Regions from separate parts of the Canis lupus genome. Here region 1 is linked to region 2. The links are chromatin contacts, called in public Hi-C maps. All regions are on one chromosome and are shown on one strand. The core of a region is the stretch at or near the end of the contact, and the rest is flanking DNA. Distances in the headings are between cores, read along the strand shown.

Region 1 (4,290 bases), core at 1,452-3,951, 150 kb before region 2:
ATGGAGCCTGCTTCTCCCTCTGCCTGTATCTCTCATGAGTAAATAAAATAAAAATCTTAAAAAAAAACAAGTTTCCAAAAAGAAACAAGTTGTTTTTGCTATTTTTTTAAAGATTTTATTATTTGAGGGATCCCTGGGTGGCACAGCGGTTTGGTGTCTGCCTTTGGCCCAGGGCTCGATCCTGGAGACCCGGGATCGAATCCCATATCGGGCTCCCGGTGCATGGAGCCTGCTTCTCCCTCTGCCTGCGTCTCTGCCTCTCTCTCTCTCTCCCTGTGACTATCATAAATAAATAAAAATAAAAAAAAAAGATTTTATTATTTGAGAGAAGACAGAGCACCCTCAAATGGGGGGAGGAGCAGAGGGAAGGGGAGAAGCAGACTCCCCACTGAGCAGGGAGCCCATGGGATCATGACCTGACCTGAAGGCAGACACTTAACCAACTGAACCACCCATGCACCTCTCCTTTTTTTCTCTTTTCTTTTTGATAAAGAGCAGGGAGGGGGGAACAGAGGGAGATGGTGAGAGAGAATCTTAACCAGTCTCCACTTCTACCATCAAATTGACTGGGGACTTGATTCCCTCACCCTGAGATCAGGACCTGAGCCAAAATTAAGAGTCAGATGGGGTAACTGACAGCGCCCCCCCCCCCCCAGCCCCAGGATCAGTTTCTAAGTTTACTTTATTTTTAAAGATTTTATTTATTTATTCATGATAGTCACACAGAGACTTTTTTTTTTTTTTTAAGATTTATTTATTTATTCATTCAGAGAGCCCGATGCGGGACTCGATCCCGGGTCTCCAGGATCACATCCCAGGCTGCAGGCAGCACTAAACCACTGTGCCACCGGGGCTGCCCGGGATCCCAGTTTCTAAGTTTAAATAATTTTTCACTTTAGCACTTGTTTTTGTACAATAATTTTTCAAAACAATTTTTAAAGATTTTATTTATTTATTCATGAGAGACACACAAGAGAGAGGCAGAGATGCAGGCAAAGGGAGAAGCAGGCTCCCTACAGGACCCCAGGATCACACCCTGAGCTGAAGGCAGACCCTCAACTGCTGAGCCACCCAGGCTTCCCTTGTACAATAATTTTTGTTACAATTTTTTTTGAAAAGGTAATCCACTGAGAAGTTTTCGTCCTGTTCTTGCTTCTGTCCACTCGGTTTTCCTGCTCTCCTAATAAACACACTACCAGTTAAGTTTAAAGTAGGTAAGATGTAAAACTCAGCTCCTCAGTTGCACTGGGCACATTTGGAGTACTCGGCATTCACCGTGGCTGCTCTGCGGCTGTGTGGGAGCGCAGGGATCTCACGGTCTCCATCTTTGCAGAGTTAGTTCTCTTGGACAGTGATGCCCTAACACACAGTGGGCACTCACTGGAAAGGGAATTGTTCTCAATACTGAGTCTGTGCCGAGCACTGAGCTTGGTGCTCTCCTTCCTCTCTTCTGTCCACGGATCCCCAGACAGTCCACTGAGACAGACACATCTCTCATCCCGTTTTACAGAGGACACTGAGGCCCAGCGAGCGGAGCCATCTGCCCGAGGACACAGAGCTGGGACCTGGAGGGAGTCAGCTAGAGACTGGTCCCTTCCTCGACCACGCAGCCCCGCTCGCTCCCTCCCCAGGATCAAGGCAACGCCCGCCCCCAACGCCCCCAAAGCCAGCCCCAGCCCCACCTCTCCCCCTCTGTACAAAGTCCTTGCCCCCAAGAAATTGTATATAAATCATCCTTTTCTACCAGCTGTCGCCAGGCCTGTAGATGGGACAGGATGTGGACGGGGCAGTTTGGGTGCGGATCCTGGTTTTTCGGTTAATGCAATGCTTCATTCAGTCCCTGCTCTCTGAGGCCGCCTGGGGTGCAGAACCAGTGCGCGGCAGCGCCGAGACCCAGTCGGGGGGAGTCAGGACCCGCCGGCCCGGGGCTCCGGATCTGAGGGGAACAAGACCCTGGGCGCCTCGGTGCAGCGGCTGCAGTACAGGCCCTCGGAGCCCGCGGCGAGTACGCGTCCCGGCAGCCTGAGATCCCGGGGGGCGCCCTGGAGGAGAGGACTCCTCCGCAGGAAAGCACTGGGACTGTGACAGTCTGAGGCTTCAGAAGGTGGGGCTGGAGGGGAGGACATCCGAGGCCAGGGACGCAGCCGAAGCGAAAACCTCGAAGCCGCCTGGTAGTCATTCCCTCGTACGCTCTTAGAGCTCAGAGGGCAAACTATTTCCATCTGTTTTACAGACGGGGACACTGAGGCCCAGACAGGGTCAGGCGGGGGCCGGGGGGTGGGGGGGTGGGGTTCGGCCAAGTCACTGGGAGGCGGAACAGCCACTGGAATCCAGACCTTTAAGCCTAGACTGCGCGATGAAGAGAGAGCCCACTGGCCCCCTGCGGGCCACCGCGTGCCCTGCAACCTGCTGTCGCTTCAGCGAGTGACGGCGCTTCCCTCCGCTCCCCGCAGACACCCGACCAAGCCCCCAACGCGGAAATTCGCAGCCCCTCAAAAATATGGCTGCCGAGGCTGGACAGTCCCGTCCCAGCGGAGCCGCATCATACCCCACGTGATCTCTCGCCCAGCACAGCAATGGCTGCTTAAGAGCCGACGAGAAGGACTGGACGCGGATTGGACAGTTAGAAGACGACCCGCCTTCTAGCGGCTCCCTTTGCGCACGCGCAAAACACTCTAGCCAATGAAAAGACGGAAAGCTGCCCGTACAGCCCATGCGGCGTCACTTCCTCCGCCCCTGTTTCAAGGGATAAGAAACCCTGCGCCGAGGCTTCCTCCTTTCCCAGGCGGCTGCCGAAGATGGCGGAGGGGCAGGTGCGGGCTCTTCGCGGGCCGGGGAGGCGTGGGGCCGGGTGGGTTCCAGGCCGGAATGGGGTAGGGCCCTCTTTGCCCTCATAAGTGTGTTGTGAAACCTAAACTCGATAATTGAACGAAAGGAGAAGCTTTCGGCCTAAGGAATCTGCAACGGGGAAACAGGAGATAACTAGGATGGCTTCTTTTTGTTCGGGAATGGCTAAAATGCGGCATTACCCCTTTTCTCTTAGGGGCATAATGGGGGCTCCCAAAATAGAAAGCTACTTTAAAAGTAGGGCTCGTTTGTCTTCCTCTCGGCCAAGCCTTGGCCGAGTTGGGCCCGTGTGTCCTTAGCGACGGAAAGCGCCTGGGCTGTGAGAAGCCAAGGATTGGCCAAAATGGAGGGCGCTACCAGCCTGCTCGAGGCGCGCGTCCCCTCACCCTCGTGGGAGTTCTCACCCGCCGCCTGCAGCTCTGGACGCTTTCGTAGGAGGTCTTAGGCGGTGGGTCCAGAGCGTTCCTGCCTACTGGACGTCCAGGAACGAATTGCTCTTTTCGTTGCTCCTGGAGCAGAGAACTGATGAAAGGCTCCGCTGCCCATGGCCACCTGAGGGACACCGCAGAAGCGGCGGACTCCTTGTCTTGATTTTTTTAAATATGAAAGCGAGGATGGTTCCGGAAAGGGTGTCCATGTGAATTTATGTAATGAGTCTGAGCGGTAAGGGGAGGAAAAGGCACGTTTGTGGAGTCCGGAGAGGTGGTAAGGTTCTCTGAACACGTGTTCGCGCAGTCAACTGTGCCTGGCACCATTGGGTTTATATTTAGTGTAATACGGTTAACATACCATAATGTTCCTGAGGCAGATATTGTTATCCCCATCTTCCAGGTGAGGAAGCTGGAGATTTTTAGCCAAAGTCACATTGTCAGGAAGTCTGGCTTTAGATTCTGTATCCTTCTGCCTTCCAACAATCACAAGTATATAACAAGCACTGGGTAAGAGTGGGGACTTGACTCGTGGTGAAGAAGCTAAGGATTTGACTTTGAGAAGTTCGCCCAGGGATGCTGAGCTAAATTCGACATAAGATCTGGCACCAGCTCCTGACTACTCTGCAGAGCCTCTCCCACTGACTGGATCAATGGACAGACTGTTGCCAGCCTTTGTTCAAATCCCAGCTCATCCTCTCACCCTTGAATGTAATTGGGGCTTAAGACTTCCTGCCCTTTAGGCAGCTGAGATGTGAGGAAAGGCCTTTGTTTTAATTCTGTTCACGGAAATCGTGTCAACCTTTGGTTTCTTGGCCACATCTGTTCGGTGGGCCTCGGGTCCTGGTTTTCAGGCCTGCTAGTGGATAGGGCACTCTGGGGGATAAGGTGACAAACCAGCAGCACTAGTTGCTTTGGGTGGGGAGTCAAAGCTGAAGATGCATCTAAGCCTTTTTATCCTATCTCCACCAGGTCCTGGTGCTCGATGGCCGAGGCCATCTCCTGGGCCGCCTGG
Region 2 (4,697 bases), core at 2,030-4,529:
TCAGGGTCCTGAGTGGGGCTCTGTGTTCAGTGGGGAGCCTGCTTGAGATTCTCTCCGTCTGCCTCTCCTGCTCTGCTCGCTCTCTCTAAAATAAATAACTTTAAAAAAAGAAACCTGTAAATTAATTTTAACAGTTTTTATCTGCCCTGCTTTGTATCCCAAATACAATCTTTTCAACATGTAATCAATATAAAAATATTAATGAAATAATTGCAGATTTTTTTAAGCATGAAATCTTCACCACTTGGAATACATCTTATTCAGACTTGCCACAGTCCAAGCTTTGCGCAGTGGCAGTATTGCAGCCAATGAGGTTTACCCAAAGCATGATTATTGCTAATTGAAAACTTTCCCCAAAGTCACCACAGTCCAGTGTGGAGTGGCTGCCATCTTCGAAATACATAAATTAGACACTGACAACTCCCTCATCTCTGACTTCAGCTCAGACCTCTTTCCTGGACTCTGTACCTGTATATCCTTCTGCCCAGTGCCACCTCCTTTTCTTCTTTTCTTTCTTTCTTTCTTTTTTTTTTTTTTAAGATATATATATTTGTTTGTTTATTTTTGAGAGAGAGCACAAGCAGGGGGAGTGACAGGGAGAGCAAGAAGCAGGCTCCTCCCTACTAAGTAGGGAGCCCAATATGGGGCTGGATCCCAGGACCCTGGGACAATGACTGGAGCCAAAGGCAGCTGTTTAACCAACTGAGCCACCCAGGCACCCTGCCACCTCCTTTTTAATGACATTAGGTTATGTCCTAGTGTTATAGTTTGTTACAATTTTGTTCCTAGTAGCAACACAGAGCAAAAAGTAATTGATTGGGCCAAATACGTGGAAGTGAGGGGGAAAAGGGTTAAAAAATCTTGCTGGGAGGACCTGGGTGGCTCAGTGGTTGAGCATGTGCCTTTGGCTCAGATGGTGATCCTGGGGTCCTGGGATCGAGTCTTGAATGGGATACCCCTCAGGGATCCTGCTTCTCCCTCTGCCTGTATCTCTGCCTCTCTGTCTCTCATGAATAAGTAAGTAAAATCTTTAAAAAAAAAAAAAATCTTGCTGAAACATTTGGAAAGGAGCTGTAGGATCCACACAGCCTCTATGTAGAGGTCAAGACATGCACTGATTTGATCAGTTGGACTTCATCAAAACTTAAAATCTCTGGGCATCTAGCTGGCTCAGTTGGAAGAACATGAAACTCTTGATCTTGGTATTGTGAGTTCGAACCCCATGTTGGGTGCAGGGATGACTTAAAAAAAAAAAACTTGGGATGCCTGAGTGGCTCAGGCAGTAAAGCATCTGCCTTCAGCCCAGGTCAGAGCCCTGCAATGGACTCCTGGCTCAGCAGGGAGCCTGCTTCTCCTTCTTCTGCCACTCCCCCTGCTTGTGCTCTCTTGCTGTCTCTGTCAGATAAATAAATAAAATCCGGTCAGCCCGGTGGCTCAGAGGTTTAGCGCCGCCTTCAGCCCAGGGCGTGACTCCTGGAGACAAGGGATCGAGTCCCTAGTTGGGATCCCTGGGTGGAGCCTGCTTCTCCCTCTGCAAAGACACAGGTCTTTGCCCCTTTCTCTCTCTCTCTGTGTCTCTCATGAATAAATAAATAAAATCTTTAAAAAAAAAAAGTTTACAATCATGAATACAAAAAGAATACCTATTGTAAAACTAGGCAAAAGTGCTCAACATTAGTGGTCAGGATGATGCAAACAACAGCCACAAGGAGAAACTTCTTCATACCCACCAGGATGGTTAAAATTAAAGATTCCTTGTAACAAGTGCTGGTGAGGATGTGGAGCATGAGGCTCTTCATGCATTGCTGATGGGGATGCAAAATGGTAGAACACATTGGAAAACTTTTTGGCAGTTTCTTATAAAGTTAAAGGTATGCCTAGCATACAACCCAGTTATCTGCTTCTAGATTTACCCACGACAAAAATATACATCCACAGAAAGACTTGTACATGGGATAGCCACTTTATTCATCATAGTCCTGTAAAGTCATATGGGGGCACCTGGGTAGGCTCAGCCAGTTAAGCATCTAAACTTGACTTCCACTCAGGTCATGATCTCTGGGGTCGTGGAATTGAGCCCCATGTTGTGCTCCACTTTGGGCGTGGAACCTGGTTAAGATTCTGTTCCCCCCCCAAATAAACAAAGAAAACTTTATATGAATACAATTATACAGTACGTTCTCTTTTGTGCATTCTTTCACTGATTTTTTTTAAAAGATTTTATTTATTTATTCATGAGAGACACAGAGAGAGAGGCAGAGACATAGGCAGAGGGAGAAGCAGCTCCCTGCGAGGAGCCCCCCGGGAGCCCCGCCCATGTAGGACTTGATCCCAGGTACCCGGTATGGCTGAGCCAAAGGCAGCCGATCAACCACTGAGCCACCCAGGCGCCCTAGGTGGATTAAATTTGAATGCATTTTCAGTTTATGATGTTTTCAATTTATCATGGGTCCCTGTAAGAGGAGGAACGCTTCCTGGAGGAGGTGGCATCGAAGGTGTGCCCCGGCTGATATATAGGAGTCGGCAGACAAAGGGAGGTGCGGGTTTTTAGCAGGGGGAGGGACTCGGCAAAGGCCAAGTGGCTTGAGTGGGGTTGTTGGATTTAAAAAACTCGGAAGTTAGGTAGAGGGCTAGGTGCTTATATGTCTCGAGGCCTGAGTCCTCTTGCTGACTTGCACCGCACACCAGACAAGCCCTCCTTTTCTCTGGACCTCTCAGGTCTCCAGTCTGTCCCTCAGGTAAATGACCACAAGCTCCCTCCTTCCTCCTGAACTTCCCCCCCCTCCCCTGCGACTGGGAGAATCCACCGAGTGGCTGAGGAGTGACTGTTCATTGAGCCAATCGCTGGAGCCTAAAGGCCCGTCTCTCCTCCCCTTCTCATGGGCCAATCGCCGCGTTCTCCTTGAGACCAGCAGCTTGACGGGGGCGGTGCAAAGGCTTCATGACGTCACGCTCAGGATAAACCAATAGCATCTATTAAGAGGCGGGTTGTTTTGATGATGGACAGCTCCCTTTCAAGATGTCCGCTTAACGCGGGGCCCGCCGGGAAGCTTTGAGGCGGTGCTGGGGGGACAGGGGCGGGAACTTCTGGTAGACTTTGCCCAATCAGCAGTCACGGTTCTTGCGATAGACGGGCAGTCTTTCCCATCCCCGTCGACTTAAGGGGGCGGGGCTCCGCACACCAGACTGGGCGGGCCCCTCAGCTTTGATGGGCGTCTCTCTTTGCCCAATTAGCAAGCGACATCCTCAGACGGGCCGCCTCCGTTGCCAATGAAATCTCCTGGCGGGGTCGTGGTGGGCGGGTCGTGGACCCTCCGGTATAAGGCGGTCCCGGGGGAGTGCGGAGAAAGGGGGGGGTCTCGGCGGCAGGAGGAGGAGTAGGTGCGGGTGAAGATGGCGGCAGCCGAGGCCGCGAACTGCATCATGGAGGTGAGCGCCTGGAGCGCTGCCGGGGGTGGGGGGCGGTTTGGGGGTCGATGTTTTGTGCCTCCGTCGTGGGGAAGGGGCCCCGAATGGGCGGATTGGGGCTGAAGGTTCTCAGCCGTACGGTGGGGACGCCGCATGCTGCGGATCGCGGGATACAGTCAGAGGTTCGGGTTTCCTAGCTTTCGGGGGTCTGCGGCACTCTGTCGAGCCGAGGGTGTCGTGCCCCCTCCCACGTGGAGGAGGGCTGGGGGCGCTTCCGGCCTGGCCCCCACGTGGCCGCGGCACGGTGGGTGGGGAGGGGGTGTGCCGTGCCCGGTGGCCCGACGGGCTCCACGTGCGGGACAAAGGCCCCGCCCCCGGCCGGGGGAGGGGCGCCCCGGGGGGGGGGCGGAGAGGAGGCTCCGACCCTCCCTCGGAGGCCCCCTGCCCTTTCCCCCGGGATCGCGACGTACCCCTCGGCGTGGGCTCACTTCTGTCCCTCCGAGAAGTAGAGTCTCTCGGGAGGGGCAGTGTAGCTCGGCCCTCCACAACCCCGTTCCCGATACCGCGGCATCTCCTTAGGCTTCGGTCCAGGTTTCGTGGACTCAGGGGTTGGGATTGGAGGAAGAGGAAGGATTGGTTCCCTCCGGGCCCCCGGTTTCCTGTCCCTGGATTCCCCCCTTCCCGGGGCTCTGGGAGCTGGGGGGATGGGGCATGCCCCTGTGACCTCCCTCCGGGTGGTGGGGGGGCCTCTGGTTGAAGGAGATTCTTCCCGATAAGGCGTCGTGCACCCCCTTGTGGCCATTTCTGGGTGTGTGGGAGGGACATCTTTTTCATGGGGCGTGTCCCAAAGCCCACCTCCCCTTTGGAGCCCTCCCGGGCTAGGGGAGGGAGAGTCTCTGCTGGGAAGAGCTTGTGGGGGAATATAAGCTACCTCCTACTGGAGACTTTTCTCTCCTCGGCGCCTAGATACGCGAAGGTGGGAGATGACCTCCCCCTTTCTGAAGCCCTGTTTGAGGGTCCTGAGCCTGGAGGCTTGAGATGGTGTCCTGAGAAGTTTGATTCTTGTGCAGCCATGTGGGCTTGGTTCCGGTGCTGTTTCAAGCTCCCTTGGGACTTGCTCGGCTGTGGTGTTAGTGGTATTGAGAAATGGGTCCCAGTGGGAAATCCCCTTACCCGTCACCCTTCTTTGTAGGTGTCCTCACTGGCTTGGGAGAATGGGGGCGGGGCTTGGAGCTGAGTGGGTCTTGTGTGTGACTTCGTGCTTCTGAGGGGCCTGGAGAGTGGTCATA

What was found. A called contact is a pair of places that touch in the nucleus more often than the background predicts.
Region 1: a contact with region 2 is called in a Hi-C map of blood, with 3 times the contacts expected there. The contact joins the promoter of RPL13A here to the promoter of PRMT1 in region 2. A contact is called at or near these places in 2 of 9 Hi-C or Micro-C datasets (both in blood).

What each region holds. Positions count from the first base shown.
Region 1 is chr1:107,688,962-107,693,251 of UU_Cfam_GSD_1.0, reverse strand. It overlaps RPL13A (ribosomal protein L13a), which reads left to right and starts at 2,701. Exons shown (of 8, transcript NM_001313766.1): 1 at 2,701-2,813; 2 at 4,248-4,290. The coding sequence starts at 2,799. FLT3LG (fms related receptor tyrosine kinase 3 ligand) reads left to right here. Exons shown (of 7, transcript NM_001003350.1): 7 at 1,511-1,746. The coding sequence ends at 1,729.
Region 2 is chr1:107,534,860-107,539,556 of UU_Cfam_GSD_1.0, reverse strand. It overlaps PRMT1 (protein arginine N-methyltransferase 1), which reads left to right and starts at 3,279. Exons shown (of 10, transcript XM_038528209.1): 1 at 3,279-3,429. The coding sequence starts at 3,394. It also overlaps the pseudogene LOC119869940.